Linked DNA regions of Mus musculus: region 1 is linked to region 2. The links are chromatin contacts, called in public promoter capture Hi-C maps. All regions are on one chromosome and are shown on one strand. Each heading gives the region's core, a stretch centred on a gene start, on an enhancer-like site or on the middle of the called end of the contact. The rest is flanking DNA. Distances are from core to core; before and after follow the strand shown. Region 1 holds the start of Crybb3 (crystallin, beta B3). Region 2 holds the start of 1700095B10Rik (RIKEN cDNA 1700095B10 gene).

Region 1 (7,575 bases), core at 127-2,626, 290 kb before region 2:
GACAGCTCAGGCTGTCGTCAACCCTGCAATGGAGGCTACTCTTGAATTCCTGATCCTCCTGCCTCTGGCCCCCGTCAGTGATGATCTGCGGCTGGTTGATTTGTGTGGAGGAACACAGGCCTCCCTCGTGCTAAGCCAGCATACAGCCTCTGAGCTACAGGAAGAAGAAACCCTGTACTGTCACGGAATGTCCCCCACAATCTCATGCGTAGAGCATCTGGCTTCCAGACAGACAGAAGTGCAAGTGCCATTTTTGGAAACTGGAGCTTTTAGGAGCTGGTCTGACTGGAAGAAGCAGCTGGGGTCTGGTCCTCCAGAGCGTCCTGTCCCTGCCCCCTTCCCATGTCCGTCTCCTTGCTTCGGTATCTTGCCTCAAAACAAAGAACTTTGTCTACTACACGCCCCATGTCATGACACTCTCTACAAATATGTGGCAACCAGCAACCTTGGCTTCAGTCGTCTAAAACTGCCAGCCAAAATAAACTGTCCACCCTTGTTTCTGTCAGACATTTTAGCCACAGTGACTTAGTGCTAACCAGTACATTTGTTTATGGGCCTGGGACGATGGCTAAGTGGTCGTGCAAGCACAAGGAGCAGAGTTCAAATCTCCAGCACCCCACGAAAAGCCAGTGGTGAACTGGGCAGTGACGACACACGCTTTTAATCCCAGCACTTGGGAGGCAGAGGCAGGTGGATTTCTGAGTTCAAGGTCAGCCTGGTCTATAGAGTGCGTTCCAGGACAGCCAGGGCTATACAGAGAAACTTTGTGTCAGTGGTTGGGGATGGAGACAGGAAGATTGCTGGGGCTGGCTGTGGATCTAGCTCCGTTTTCAGTGAGGGACCCTGTCTCAAGGGAATACAGCAAAGCAGGGTAAAGCGGGGGCACCAGCCTCTTCTTCTGGCATCTGTGTGCACCCAGGCTCACTCAGCCACATACACGATGCATACTCACACACTGAAACTCAATTCAGTTTGTAGCTCTGACCGTAAGAACTCAGTGATTTGCCTCAGTCGTGGAATCTGTAAAATGGCACCCCAAGGATCCGAAATTGGGATGTAGGCTGACTTGAGGATTTGAGCCTACAGCAAACAGCTTTATGACCCCCAAGTAACTGATGTGGCCTCTTTCAAACACAGTCTCATCATTGACATGTGTAGTCTGGCCAGCATCCCACAAAGCCAGCAAAGGCCATCGGTTCCCAGGAAGTCATCAGACTTGTGCAAGAGGTGACTGGCCTTAGGGGGCCTTCCCGGACACACCATTAGGATGAAATGGCCCGGACAGGATCGGGTGGACAGGATGCTATCTCAGCATCCCGTAATGTGCTGGGCCAACAGAACATGCCCATAAATAGGCCAGCCTTGGAGGCACGCCAGTCTGGAGACAACTGGTCCTGGAAGCAGGTTTGTACTGGACTGGGTGAGGCAGGGGGGAGTGTACTGTTGAGGAAGGTGCAACCTCGGGTCTCTCTGGTGTGCATGGCCCTTGTCTGGCTCACTCGAGGGTAGGGAGGGTGACCTCCAGGAACCAAGCCTGCCAACTAGGCCCAGCCACAGACAGAGCTGGTGAACTGTATTGTCTGCGGGTCTGAGCACGAGGCTGGGTCCCAATTGTTTGTGTGGGCTGAGGACCAAGGAGTGGGCAGCTCTGAGAAAGGGAATACCCGGTCATCCCCATGAAGTGGGCCAAGGCCCATGTCCTAATGATGCAGGTTAGATACAGAGCAGAAGCTGCTGGACCTCACACAAGTGTGTCATGAGGGAGGAGCGGGTCAGTCGGGGACAGGTGTTGTGCAGGACAGTGCATGTGTGTGCACGCCCATACACCCTTGCTGGCGAGCAAATGTCTGCAGACCTGTGTCCTAGGTCTCTGCCTCCTGAGGCTAAGAGAGACTTCCAGGGTCCACTATGCGAGAGCCTAGAACACGGTAAGCACTCAATAGTCAGCTTCACGGTCAGGGATGGTTTCCAAAGACCTGGCCCATTTAATGGCTGCTCAGTCCGTCTGTTTTTCCTGCCTGCTGTGGTCTGCTGTCCACCCTGGCTGTCCTGAGGTCCAGTCCTGGGCACTGAGGCTGCAGAGAGCCCATAGAGATACCCAGCCCTTTACAGGGAGCATTTGGTTGTGTGTGTGGGGTGGGGGGAGAGTGCCATCCAGTTTAAGTCCTTTCTTCCCTGTGTTCTCAGTAAACTGGTCTTTCATTACTGGGCCTCTGGGATTCCCCAGTCCCACTGACTGGCCCAGATGCGTGGCCCAAAGCAGGTGTCCAGGAGGTGTTTGTTGACTGATTATAGATCTTGGCCCTCAGTGCTGTTTGGGTGGGAACCCACCAGTCCCTGATCCTGCTGGCCGCAGCTGGTGACCTGGTTCTCCTCCAGTTTGAGGCAGAAGTATCCCCAGAGAGATGGCGGAGCAGCACGGAGCACCTGAGCAGGCTGCAGCTGGCAAGAGCCATGGAGGCCTTGGGGGCAGCTACAAGGTACCTGGCTGGATCTTGATGGGACCTAGAGCCCAGGGCTGAGGGCTACAACTGACCCAGTGGAGTTCCCGGGCACCAGGCTTCGGGGGATGTGGGCTTCAAGCTCCGCCTTTCCTGTGTGACCTCGCTTGAGTTGCTTGGTGTTTCTGGGTGCTGACAGCTTCATCTTTAAAAACAAAAAAACAAAAAAACAAAAACAAAAACAAAAAAACCGGAAGCGATGCCTGTTGTCCCCGGTCCCAGAATTGTCACGTGATAAAGCGGGTGGCCTGAGCATGGTTGGTGGATGGGGGGAGTGTGACATCGCTCGCTCTGTCCATCCCAAGCCATGCTGAGGCTTCGACGTGGATGGCGTGAAGGAATAGAGTCTGAGGAAATTTTCTGAGGCTGCCCTGCTGATTTTCAGTAGGAACCCGGGGCATTATTGCAGTTGCTCACTGAGGTCACCAGGGGGCGGTGCAGACTGCGTGGTTCACCTCGGCGAGGGGGGATGGGGGCGGGAAGCAGGTCGGGGGTGGTGGAGGGGCTTCCTGCTGTTCCGTGGAAGGACGTGGACTTTGGAGCCCTGCAGAGGCTGAGGTTCTCACCTCTGTCCATCCAGGTGACGGTGTACGAGTTAGAGAACTTCCAGGGCAAGCGATGCGAGCTCTCGGCGGAGTGTCCCAACCTCACCGACAGCCTGTTGGAGAAGGTGGGCTCCATCCAAGTGGAGTCTGGACCGTGAGTACCTGGGCAGCACCCACTGCCCCGGCTTCCTGCATTGTGAGGCCCAATCCAGCCCCAGATTTGCCCCAGGCCCTTGCCTTTCTTTGCCTCAGTTTCTCCATCCATAAGTTCCTGTGGCGTATGACAGGAACAGGAAGGAGGCCAGCTGGTGTCCAGCTCAGAGTTAGCACCAGCTGTGCACAGTTATGTAAATAAGGCCTGAAGAGATGGTTCAGCAGTTGAGAGCACTTCCTGCTCTTGTAGAGGACCTGGGTTCGATTCTCAGCACCCACGTGGCACTCACAACTGTCTGTATCTCCAGTTTCAGAGGATCCCACACCCTCTTTTGATCTCTGCAGGCACCATGCACACATAAAGTGCACAGGCATACATGCAAACAAAACACCATATGGTTAAAAGGGTTTCTTTTAATTATCATTATTAACAGAAACAGGACTTACTGTTAAATAACCGTAGGAATTATGACCCTGCAAAGCTTCACTTGAATTATATCATGAATCCTTGTCCTGCAAGAGCCACGCCCCTTTCTGTCGCTGGCATAGTGGAGGGAACTGAGGCAAGAAAACCTAGGTGTCTGGAACCTGCCCTCCCCTCGAGCAGCAGGCTCTGCGCTGTGCACTGAGCTCTGACCCTCAGACTGAGTCTATGCTCTAGGACTTTGCGTTCTCGGGCATGTCTGCCAGCTGTATCTCCTCATCTGAGGACAAACAGTGCTGTGCCTAGAGGGGAAAAGAGAAGTTTTTTTTTTTTTTTAAGTTTTATTCATTTTTATTTTATGTATGTGAGTGTTTTGTTTGCATGTATGCCTCTGCACTAAGTGCATGCACTACCCGTAGTGGCCAGAAGAGGGCGCTAGATCCCCTAGAACTGGAGTTGAGATGTTCATGAGCTGCCACTCTGTGTGTGCTGAGACTTGAACCCTGGTCCTTTGTAACAACAGCCAATGCTCTTAACCACTGAGCTAGCACTCTAGCCCCTTACCCATCGATCTTTCATGGGGGAATTTTACCAAACCTCCTCCCAAACGTGGTGCACGTGGATTCTCAGCATGTCCTTGATGGGCTCCTGGCGCAGGACACTAGTACCAATGAGTCCCCAGAGCCTCCCTAACAGCAGGCACAGGGGTCTGTACTGGGTTATGGGTAGGGGTAGGGAAGATGTGAGGTTCCTGTTCTTTCTCTTGCATGGGGGTCCCTGCTCAGCCACACCAGGGGTGACCCCGTTCCCTGCCCCCTCAGGTGGCTGGCGTTCGAGCGCAGGGCCTTTCGTGGGGAGCAGTTTGTTCTGGAGAAGGGGGACTACCCTCGCTGGGATGCCTGGTCCAGCAGCCGACGTAGTGACATTCTCCTGTCCCTCCGTCCTTTGCACATTGTAAGTCAGGGCTATTGCTATCCAAGTGTGTGTGTGTGTGTGTGTGTGTGTGCGCGCGCGCGCGCGTGCGTGTGCACACACATGGGTCAGTTTTGCCACTGTGATTCCGCTTGAATTGGGCCTCAGATTCTGACCTCAACAATGGTGTGGGGCAAGAAGAATCTGCCTTTTGAGTGGGAACCAGGGAAAGACACCAGAGTCCTTGCCCTGAACTAGTGGACATGACCCTTGACCCCCTTGTAGTAACCCGGTTAACCAGAGAAGCCTCATAGTTCTGGCTCAGGTCAACACTATTCAAAGAAACACAGAAAATCACGTCACGACAGTCCCCACCCTTCCCTGGCACGTCCCGAAGGGGACCTGATCCATGCTTCATCTTCTCCATCAACACAGAAGCCGCCCAGCCCCTCTTTCCAATGTCTGAACAGAGTGTTTTCTAAACAACACGGGATCAGAAACCAGGAAGTTGACACCAGAGTAGACCTAGAAGAGGGGTCTGGAGCCTAAGTCTTTGTGGTCCCCTTTGAGCCTCAGTTTCCCTTTCTGGTGGTGATGATTGGTGGGAAGAGATCTGTCCATCCCCCCTTCTGTCTTGCTCAGCTCTGGGGTGTCCTTTGAGTCTCTCTCTCCTTCTGAGAGTTGGGGTGACTCCATTCTTGCTGTTCTGGGTGTGAAACCCCACTCACCCTTGACCTTCGCCCTTAGGATGGCCCAGACCACAAGCTGCACCTGTTTGAGAACCCAGCCTTCAGTGGGCGCAAGATGGAGATCGTAGATGACGATGTGCCCAGCCTGTGGGCCCATGGTTTCCAGGACCGTGTGGCCAGCATCCGTGTCATCAACGGGACGTAAGGGAATCCCCAGCTCACTCTGCTCCAGCTCTGGCCTCTGGCGGTCACCCATTCTCACTCCAAGCCCATGTGGCAGAGGAGGGAGTGAAAGCCCAGTCCACGATCCTAGCGTCTGGGAGGCTAGGCAAGAGGAGTGTGAGTTTGAAAGAGGCCCCGGGCTCCAGAGTCAGGCCGTGCCTCAAAAGTCTAAGAGCTGCAGCAAGGGGCGTGCTAGTGCACACCTTTAAGCCGAGCACTTGGGAGGCAGAGGCAAGCGGATTTCTGCAAGTCCAAGTTCAGCCTGGTCTGCAGAGCGAGTTCCAAGACAGCCAGGGCTGCATGAGAAACCCCATCTCTCTTTGTCTCTCTCTGTGTGTCTCTGTCTCTGCCTCTCTTTCTCTCTCTCTCCTCCCTATTCTTTTTGCCCCCGCTCTCTTCTCTCTTTAATCTCTCTTTGCCTCTCTCCTTCTCCTGTCTTTCTTTATGAAATGAAAAAGTGAAAATAAAAAAATAAAACAAACAAACAAGCAAAAAACAAATTCAAGAGTTGGGCTCTATCCCCAGCAATGTACACATCTTCTCTCTCCCTCTCCTTCTCCCTCTCCTTCTTCTCCCTCTGTCTCTTCTCTCCCTCTCTCTTCTCTCTCTGTGTGTGTCTCTCTCTCCCTATTCTCCTTGTCCCCCTCCCCTCTCCCCTCCTTATGCTCTCTTTGCCCCCCTTCCCCCTCTCCCAGAATGCTCCAGCACTGGCCTCCTGCTCCACTGAGGATTCTAGGCAGCCTAGACTCCTAGACAGCTTTGCTCTATCTCAGTGGAGTGAATAGCCTCCACTGCATGGACTCCACCCAGATGTCTACGGCTCTCCCAACTCCCCAGCCCCGCTCATTCTCGAGGTGATGGTGTTCTCAAAGCTCTGCTATCATCTGGGTCTGGAGCGAGCCTAGCTGTGATCAGGCTTGCTATTTCTGCTAATGAAACCTCAGGGTGACCTTGCCTTTTTTTTTTTTTTCCTCCCTTGTGGGTTTGAACTTGGGATTGAGCCGGGAAGGATGACACTGTGAATGCACTCAGTAGCTTTTTCCTGAGCATCCGGGATGTCAGGGAAAGCTGTGTAGCCCTTCTTGCAGGTATATCAGTCTGTCGTAAGTGTAATGGAGGAACCTGTCTCTGAGAGTCTCAGGGTATGTGTGACCCAACTCCCGCCCCAAGGAGACAGAAGATCAGGTAAAGATGGACATTCTAGTCAGAAGCAATGGCAGCTGCAAAGACTCAGACCCAGCCAGGCAGAGGGATGAAGAGCTGGAGAGGGGAAGGCTACGGAGAGGCGAGGCGAAGGAAGCTTTAAGAAAGGCAGATGGTTATCTTCATCTCAGGGGCACTGGGGACCTGAGGCCAGTGAAGAGCAAAGCAAACGCAGGCTTTAGAGAGCTTTAAAGGGCTCTGGAGAAACACACCTCACCTTACTCTGTTATTCTCGGCAGGTGGGTGGGCTACGAGTTCCCGGGCTACCGTGGGCGCCAGTACGTGTTCGAGCGGGGCGAATTCCGCCACTGGAACGAGTGGGACGCCAACCAGCCGCAGCTGCAGTCGGTGCGCCGCATCCGCGACCAGAAGTGGCACAAGCGCGGCTGCTTCCTGAGCAGCTGAGGACTCCCGGGAGCCAACGCCTGTGTCCCCTTCCTGAACCTGCTCAATAAAGCCCACCAGCCACGCAGCTCTGTCTGTGTCACTTCCTGTAGGGGTTGGATGGGTGCAGGGACCAAGACCTACCTGCAAGGAGGGGAGGAGTGGGGTGTGTGGGTCCCAATCCAGTCCTGTCAGCTGAGGTCACACACACTCTGCCACAAGCTGACTTCTGCCACCACTGCCCACATCTGAATAGCTGGCTATCTGTTCTCCTGCCCATCTGTCCATATGATCATCCACCTATCCACCGACCCACCCACCCACTCATCCAGATAGCCAGCCACTCATTTATTTATTCATCCATCTACCCACCCACTTACCTATCCATCCATCTCTTCACCCATCTGTCTACCCATGCCCTCATCCATTCATTGCTTGTTTTTCCATCTATCCTCCTATCCATCTGCCCACCCATTCACCTGTCATCCACTCTTCCTTCTTTCTTCTATATTTTCTTCTTTACATCAATTTATATATCCTTG
Region 2 (6,847 bases), core at 296-2,795:
ATTAAAAAGAACTCATCCCCAAATAGGAGTCCTCACCCTTCATATCAAGGGCATGGGCTCTGATCTGTGGGGCAGGTCTGGCAGGATCTAGACAGCTTTGATGGTGGCCCCTGGGCACCGTGCTTGCTTTTCTGTGGGGACGCTGGCATGACTAGGCAATAGAGGAGCCAGCCAGGACTGGTACCAAGATCTGTACCCTCCAGCAGGCTGTGGCTCTGCATCCCTGAGCTTCATGTGTCCAGTCCCAGACTGGATGGGGGTGGATAAAGGGGTTCAGGAGGGCCTGCAGCCACAGTAGCAGGTTTCTAAGCTGCAAGTGGGGCAGAATGCTGCCTCTGGTAGAATACTCATGATGAACTGTCCCCAAGTGTCCCAGGTGACCCAGCTTTGGCATGGCTTGGTGGGTGGCCTCATTTCCAAGAGACTGGGGACAGGATCACACTCTGTAGGTGGTAGGATGGATCCTGAACTCTGGTTGCTCCCTGTTCCCTTTCCTCCCTTTCCTCCCTTTCCTCACCTCCTCCCCCACCCCCTTCCAGACAGGGTTTCTCTGTGTAGCCCTGGCTGTCCTAGAAATCGTTCTGTAGACCAGGCTGGCCTCAAACTCAGAGATTCCCCCTGCCTCTGCTTCCTGAGCACTGGGATTAAAGGTGAGCACCACCACCATCCGTCAGGCTCTACACTGTTTCTTGCTTTCATCTATCAGGAGCTATCCTGAAGTGGCATCTTCATCCAAAAATGACCTCTGTGCATCAATAACACACTCGCCCCCAAACGAAGGTCAGCCTCTTCTCACTGGTCTTTCATTCTCGTTGACTTCCACTCCCACTTGGGCACATGGGCAAGCCCTCAATCTTTCGCAGGAACAATGACCTGGCTTCATGCCAGTCACTTGCTGTGTGATCTTGTTCAGTGACAGCGTCTCTCTGAGCTCAGGATGACTGGCATCTTAGCCACATCCTAGACTTTCACCAGTCTCTAGAGAGTGCCCATGACAGACCACACCCATAAGCTAGGCCTGACAAACACACTGACACCTCCCAGGTTTCTCCTACTCGCCAGCTCCTCAGGCCTCGCCTGGGAATTCTGCTCCTTGTGAAGGTGTGTCTGCTCTCTGAAAAGTGAGGCACTGGCCTGTGGCTCTTTTGGCTTATAGATTCCCTCACCTCCAGGGACTTGCATGGTGTGCAAGTCTTCTCTTTTGCTTTTGTTTCCCCAAACTCACCTGCCTGTAGGGTCCCTCTCTCCACCATAAACTCTGGATTAGAAGTGGTTTTTGATGTCAAATTCCCAAGAACACACACAGATCTTTTAGGTAGATGAATGGTGTAAAGGGTACCATAGGGTGGCTGAAGTCCAGATTCGATGGACACATTGCCTGAGCACCTCTAGTGATATAGAATGTTCTGGAAGCTGGAGACACTTCTGTGTATCTCTCCACGGTCTTCTCAACCCCAGACACCGCTACCCCCACTGTCCACTACTCCATGCTATGAGAATTCACCATCCCCATCCTGGCTTTTCCGTCAAAAGGTCCAGAATGCTTCCATCTGCTGTGGGAGTCTCGTTGCCATAGATACTCTATGCATGGGTCACAAAGCTTCATTCCAAGAGCTGTCAGAGTTCTTGGGGAGAACCCTGTATTACCCCCACCCCCACTGACCCTGCACCTCCTGAGATTGTGCCCTAGGAAGGCCTGGCCAGGTGGAGTGAAGGGTGTGTGCGCAAACTTGTGTTCCAGAAGTTGGGGGCGGGGTCTGTAAAAGCCTTTCTTTGGCGTCGGGTGTTGTGTTAAGACGAGAACTCTTCCAGGACGTTTGTCATTTCCCAGTGTGGTTGTCGTACCTCACCTGACCCAGGGCATGGACAGGTAGATTGGCTGCAAGGCTAGGGAAGCTGGGTTCAAGGTTACTTCTGCCACTGTGGAATCTGGGGCTCAACCAATTCTTCTGTCTTAGGGCTTCATTACTGTCAAGAGGCACCATGATCAAGGCAACTCTTAAAAAAGGACGTGGCATTTACTTGGGCTTAGCTTACAGGTTCAGAGGTTTAGATTAGAGTCCCATTATCATCAAGACGGAGATTAGAGTCCCATTATCATCAAGACGGGAGCATGGCCGCGTCCAGGCAGGCATGGTGCTAGAGGAGTTGAGAGTTCTACATCTTGATCTGACCACAGCGGGAAGAAACTGACTCCTCCGCACTGGGCGGAGCTTCAAAGCCCGCCCCCACAGTGATGCACTTCCTCCAACAAGGCCACACCTCCAAGTAGTGCCATTTCCCATGGGCCAAAAATACTCAAACACCACATTCCACTCCCTGGCCCCCATAGGCGTGTTTGGACACGTGAGTTATGAACTTCCGTTTCATCCATGCATCCCACTTAGCTGCCCCTTCTCCTTCTGTGGGGTCCTTGCAGAGACCCCAGCCCAAGGCCCAGAATTTTGGAACTGCCTGCTTATCACAATTCTCAAGATTCAGGGGCAGCAGACAAAAACCTCTGAAATGATGTCACCAACAGCCAATCAGAATGCTTCAGGGATGTTCCAGGGCCTTCTAAGGAGAGCTATGATTGGCTTCCTTGGGAGCCTGGGGCTATGGAAGACAGCAGCTGTGATGATGGTTTTATACAGGGAGTCCTTGTCAATAATGTCCACGTGCCAGGTGCCACACCAGGATTGCTGGAACTGCAGGGCTTCCTGTGTGTGTCTCAGTCACCCCTCACTGCAGCCTGGCCAAGTTCTCTGGAAGGACACTCACCCTGATGAGGTGCAGATCTGAGACAGATGAGCAGAGAGGGAATGGCGGCCCCTGGTGGTCAGCTTTGTGGAGGGGGCAGGAGCTCCTTCCTCTGCCTCTGGTGACCTGTTGGCTGCTTCCTATTTGCTAATGCTACAGGGTCACCTGAGGAGCCGGCAGACTGCCACCCTCAGCTTGTGTCTGCCCTCATGGCAGGACATGGGAATAGAGCCATGGGCACCTGCACGGGTCAGGGACACTTAGATTCAAAACCCTGGCCTGGAGAGAGAAGGAGTCTCCAACAAGAAGAATTAGTGCGCGGGCGCTCTCTCTCTCCTCTCTCCCCTGTGTCCTATCTCCTCTCTCTCCCCCTCTTCTCTCTGCTCATCTCACTCTTTCTCTCCCCTCTCCTTTCTCTCTCCTCAATCCCTCTTCTCTCTTTCTCTCCTGCCTTTCTTTCCCCTATGTCCCCCTTTCTCTCTCTTCTTTCTTCTCTCTCTTCTCTGTCTTCCCTCTCTCCTCTTCTTTCTCCTCTCTCTTCTCGTATCTCTCTCCTCTCCCTCTCTTCTGTCTCTTCCTCTCTCTCCTCTCCCCTGTTTCTTTCCCATTTCTCCTTCCTCTAACACTTGTGTTCTTTATTATAAACATGCTTTATTTAATTTACTCTATATTTAGATACACTTTTAAATTTTGTTTAATGTCTTACCAGGTTTCTAATATTCGGATGGAAATCCTTTAGAAACCCGAAACTCCCTCCATGTTGTTCCTGGTATCCCCCCAACCCCAACAACCTCAACAAGAAAAGCCTATGCATTCTTCCCAACTCTACCCACAGCTGGCCCTGCCTCAGTTTCCCCTACCATTGGTTCCCTGATGTGTCCACTCTGTTTTGCGCAGGTTTGACTTGCAGCTGGCCCAGGCACTGGGGGAGTCAATGTTTGAGAAGAGCCTCAGGGAGAAAGTGAGTCAGGAGAACAATGGAGTCCGCTGGGAGCTGGGTCAGCTCCAGCAGCAGCTAGAGGTGAGAAATGGGGACTCTCGGCTGTCTGGATACTCTAGAAATTCCAGCATACACCTGCAGCAGTGGACAGAGGAACAGAGCCCTGGCTGTGCTCCAGGCAGCTGCCAACACTGTTCCCAGCATGTCCTCATGACACCCATGGAGGATGATGACAGATAATCCTCTATAGTGTGTGCTCTGGCCATAGGCTCAGGGTCCCAGGTGGGAGGTTCTGAGGCTCAGCAGAAAATAAAACAGAGCTGGTCATGACCTTGTCAGGAGCCACAGCCTGCCCAAAGCAGTCTCTGCTATAGAGGGCATTTGTGACATCAGCTGCCCCTTATCCTTGGTGGCTCCTTATGAGCCCTCAGGGCAACCTGTGCTCTCTTGATCTAGCCATTGATCCTCTTCCCCTCTCTTTATGAGAGAGCATGCAGACTTGGCCCTGGATCCATCTTCCTTATTGGAAGGGTCACTTCTGTCCTCTCTGCCTCCCTGATCCCTCAGCCTGAGGGTTGGCACGATGCCTGGTTTCTTCTTCCAACCGGACAAGCAGTTCCCTTACATGCACTGAGATACAACTCCAGGAAAATCCCTTTCCCTACCTCCATCTGCCAGGATCCCTCTGAGTCTTCTCAAAGCACAGCCATGCTGGGGAAACTGGGCGTGGGACAAGAGTGGAGGAGGGCAATGTGGGGATCCAGGTGGTAACATAGTTTGTCCTTTCAGCACTGGGGAAACTGAGGCAGGGAGATCCTGAGGTTGAAGTCGGCCTGCACTGCATGGGGAGACCCTGTGTAATGGTGCTGAGCCTGGGAGACAAGTAGGCCTGTATGCAGAAATTGGAGCCCTTTTGGGAGAGGATCGTGGTCACGTGACTCCATCCCCGTGCCCCCTCTCATTGTAGCAAAAGGAGCAGGAAGCCTCAAAGCTGAAGCAAGAGGTGGAAAGGCTACAGGGCCAGAAAAGGGAGCTGCTGAGCTGTGCCTCTGTGGGGGATCAAGGTGTGGCCAGCCTGAAAGAGAGGGTCTGGGAACTGGAGACCAATGCCCTTGAGCAACAGAAGATCCACAGCCAGCAGGAAAATACCATCAAGCAGCTGGAGCAGGTGAGGAGACCCTCCCTGTTCAGGGGATGCTCTGCCCCAGGAATGTGCTGCCCTGGATGGGCTTCTCACACGGGGCGGGTGGCATGAAGATACACAGGGCTGCCTTCCTGCTGCTCCTCAGCAGTTTGTGGCTCCCTAGAGATCCAGGGGGGAAGCCAGGTGCTTGCAGGAGTCCCACCCCACAGCTATCCCTTTGCTGTTGCCCATACTGGCCACACCAGGCTCAGTGGCATGCTTTCCAGTGCCCCTTTCTTACTGAGACATGAGTTCTGTGATGGCAGGCAGGTGTTGTTTGTTGAATGGCTGTTTGATCACTCTTCCTTCTCAGTACCTCCTGTAGCCAAGGAAAACACCAAGTGCACTGTTGGTGTTCAACACATAACCGCTGACTGGGTGTCTAATGCTATTGATCACTGTCTGTGCATGAGACTCTGTCCTTTCACTTCCTGACCACTTCTTGTGGAACCTCATAAAGGACAAGGGGAGGATCGTTCCCTCCACAGATATTGATGATGACCTATAGATAGATAGGTAGATAGGTAGATAGATAGATAGATAGATAGATAGATAGATAGATAGAAGATAGACAGATAGGTGAAAGATAGATAAATGATAGATGATAGATAGATAGATAGATAGATAGATAGATAGATAGATAGATTAAAGTTAGATAAATGATAGATAATAGATAGATGATAAATAGGTAGATAGATAGATCGATAAATAAACATGATAGATAATAGACAATAGATAGATGATAGATAGACAGATGATAGATAGATGATAGATAGAAGATAGATAATGGTAGATAGATGATAGATAGATAGATAGATAGATAGATAGATAGATAGATAGATAGATAGATTAAAGTTAGATAAATGATAGATAATAGATAGATGATAGATGGGTAGATAGATAGATCGATAAATAAACATGATAGATAATAGATAGACAATAGATAGATGATAGATAGACAGATGATAGATAGATGATAGATAGAAGATAGATAATGGTAGATAGATGATAGATAGATAGATAGATAGATAGATAGATAGATAGATAGATAGAAGAAAGACTATAGATGATAGATAGAAGATAGATGATTGATAGATAGAAGATAGATGATAGATAGACAATAGGTAGGTAGGTAGGTAGATAGGTAGATAGATAGACAGACAGACAGACAGACAGACAGAAGAGGTGGGGGTGAGGATTTGAACAGAAGTCCTCAGACCATGAAGCTCCAATATCTACTTGAGGCACAGAATCCAGGAAGGAGCACAAGCCTTCTGAGAATTAGGGAATGTGCAGTAACTGGGGGGAGTAGGCGGGGATGGAAAACCCAACTCCCACTGTCCTAGCGAAGCAGCTGGTTTCCAGGTACATGCCAAGCCACAGCTTTTGAAGAAGTTATGAGACAGGAATAGCAACAGGAAAAGTCTAAATGCAGCAATGTAAGCCAGAGAAGCACAGGTTAAGCAGGTGCTCAGAGCTGGTGTAACACCTGCTGTTCCTACAACTCTTGGAGGCTGAGAGAGAAGAACCACCATGATGAGTTCCAAGTCAGCCTGGGTTATGTAGAGAGTTTGAGGCCAGTGTAGGATACGGTAACATCCTGCCCTCACAAACAAAGCCCACCATCCAAAAATAGACACTGTCTGTAGTTAGGGGTTCATTGCTGTAAACAGACACCATGACCAAGGGCAAACATTTCACTGAGCCTGACTTACAGTTCAGAGGTTCAGTCCAGTATCATCAAGGTGGGAGCATGGCAGCATCCAGGCAGGCATGGCTCTGGAGGAGCTGACAGTTCTACATTTTGGTCCACAGGCAGCCTCAGGAGACTCTCTCTCATAGGCAGTCAAGATTAGGCTCCGGATCACACTAGCCAGACTTAAGCGCATATATATATATATATATATGTGTGTGTGTGTGTGTGTGTGTGTGTGTGTGTGTGTGTATGTATGTATGTATGTATGTATGTATGTATGTATATGACT

The links. Promoter capture Hi-C pulls out the DNA fragments that hold promoters and counts their contacts.
Region 1: a contact with region 2 is called in a promoter capture Hi-C map of embryonic stem cells, with 2.1 times the contacts expected there. The contact joins the promoter of Crybb3 here to the promoter of 1700095B10Rik in region 2. A contact is called at or near these places in 11 of 39 promoter capture datasets (cranial neural crest, embryonic stem cells, frontonasal cranial neural crest and 6 more), 1 of 484 Hi-C or Micro-C datasets (embryonic stem cells) and 2 of 9 other capture datasets (embryonic stem cells and liver).

Annotation. Positions count from the first base shown.
Region 1 is chr5:113,075,385-113,082,959 of GRCm38.p6, reverse strand. It overlaps Crybb3 (crystallin, beta B3), which reads left to right and starts at 1,376. Exons shown (of 6, transcript NM_021352.3): 1 at 1,376-1,404; 2 at 2,310-2,480; 3 at 3,082-3,200; 4 at 4,445-4,577; 5 at 5,283-5,425; 6 at 6,889-7,121. The coding sequence starts at 2,406. The coding sequence ends at 7,054.
Region 2 is chr5:112,787,990-112,794,836 of GRCm38.p6, reverse strand. 1700095B10Rik (RIKEN cDNA 1700095B10 gene) reads right to left here and starts at 1,545. Exons shown (of 4, transcript NR_040676.1): 1 at 1,226-1,545. It overlaps Myo18b (myosin XVIIIb), which reads left to right. Exons shown (of 44, transcript NM_028901.2): 30 at 3,637-3,760; 31 at 4,647-4,847.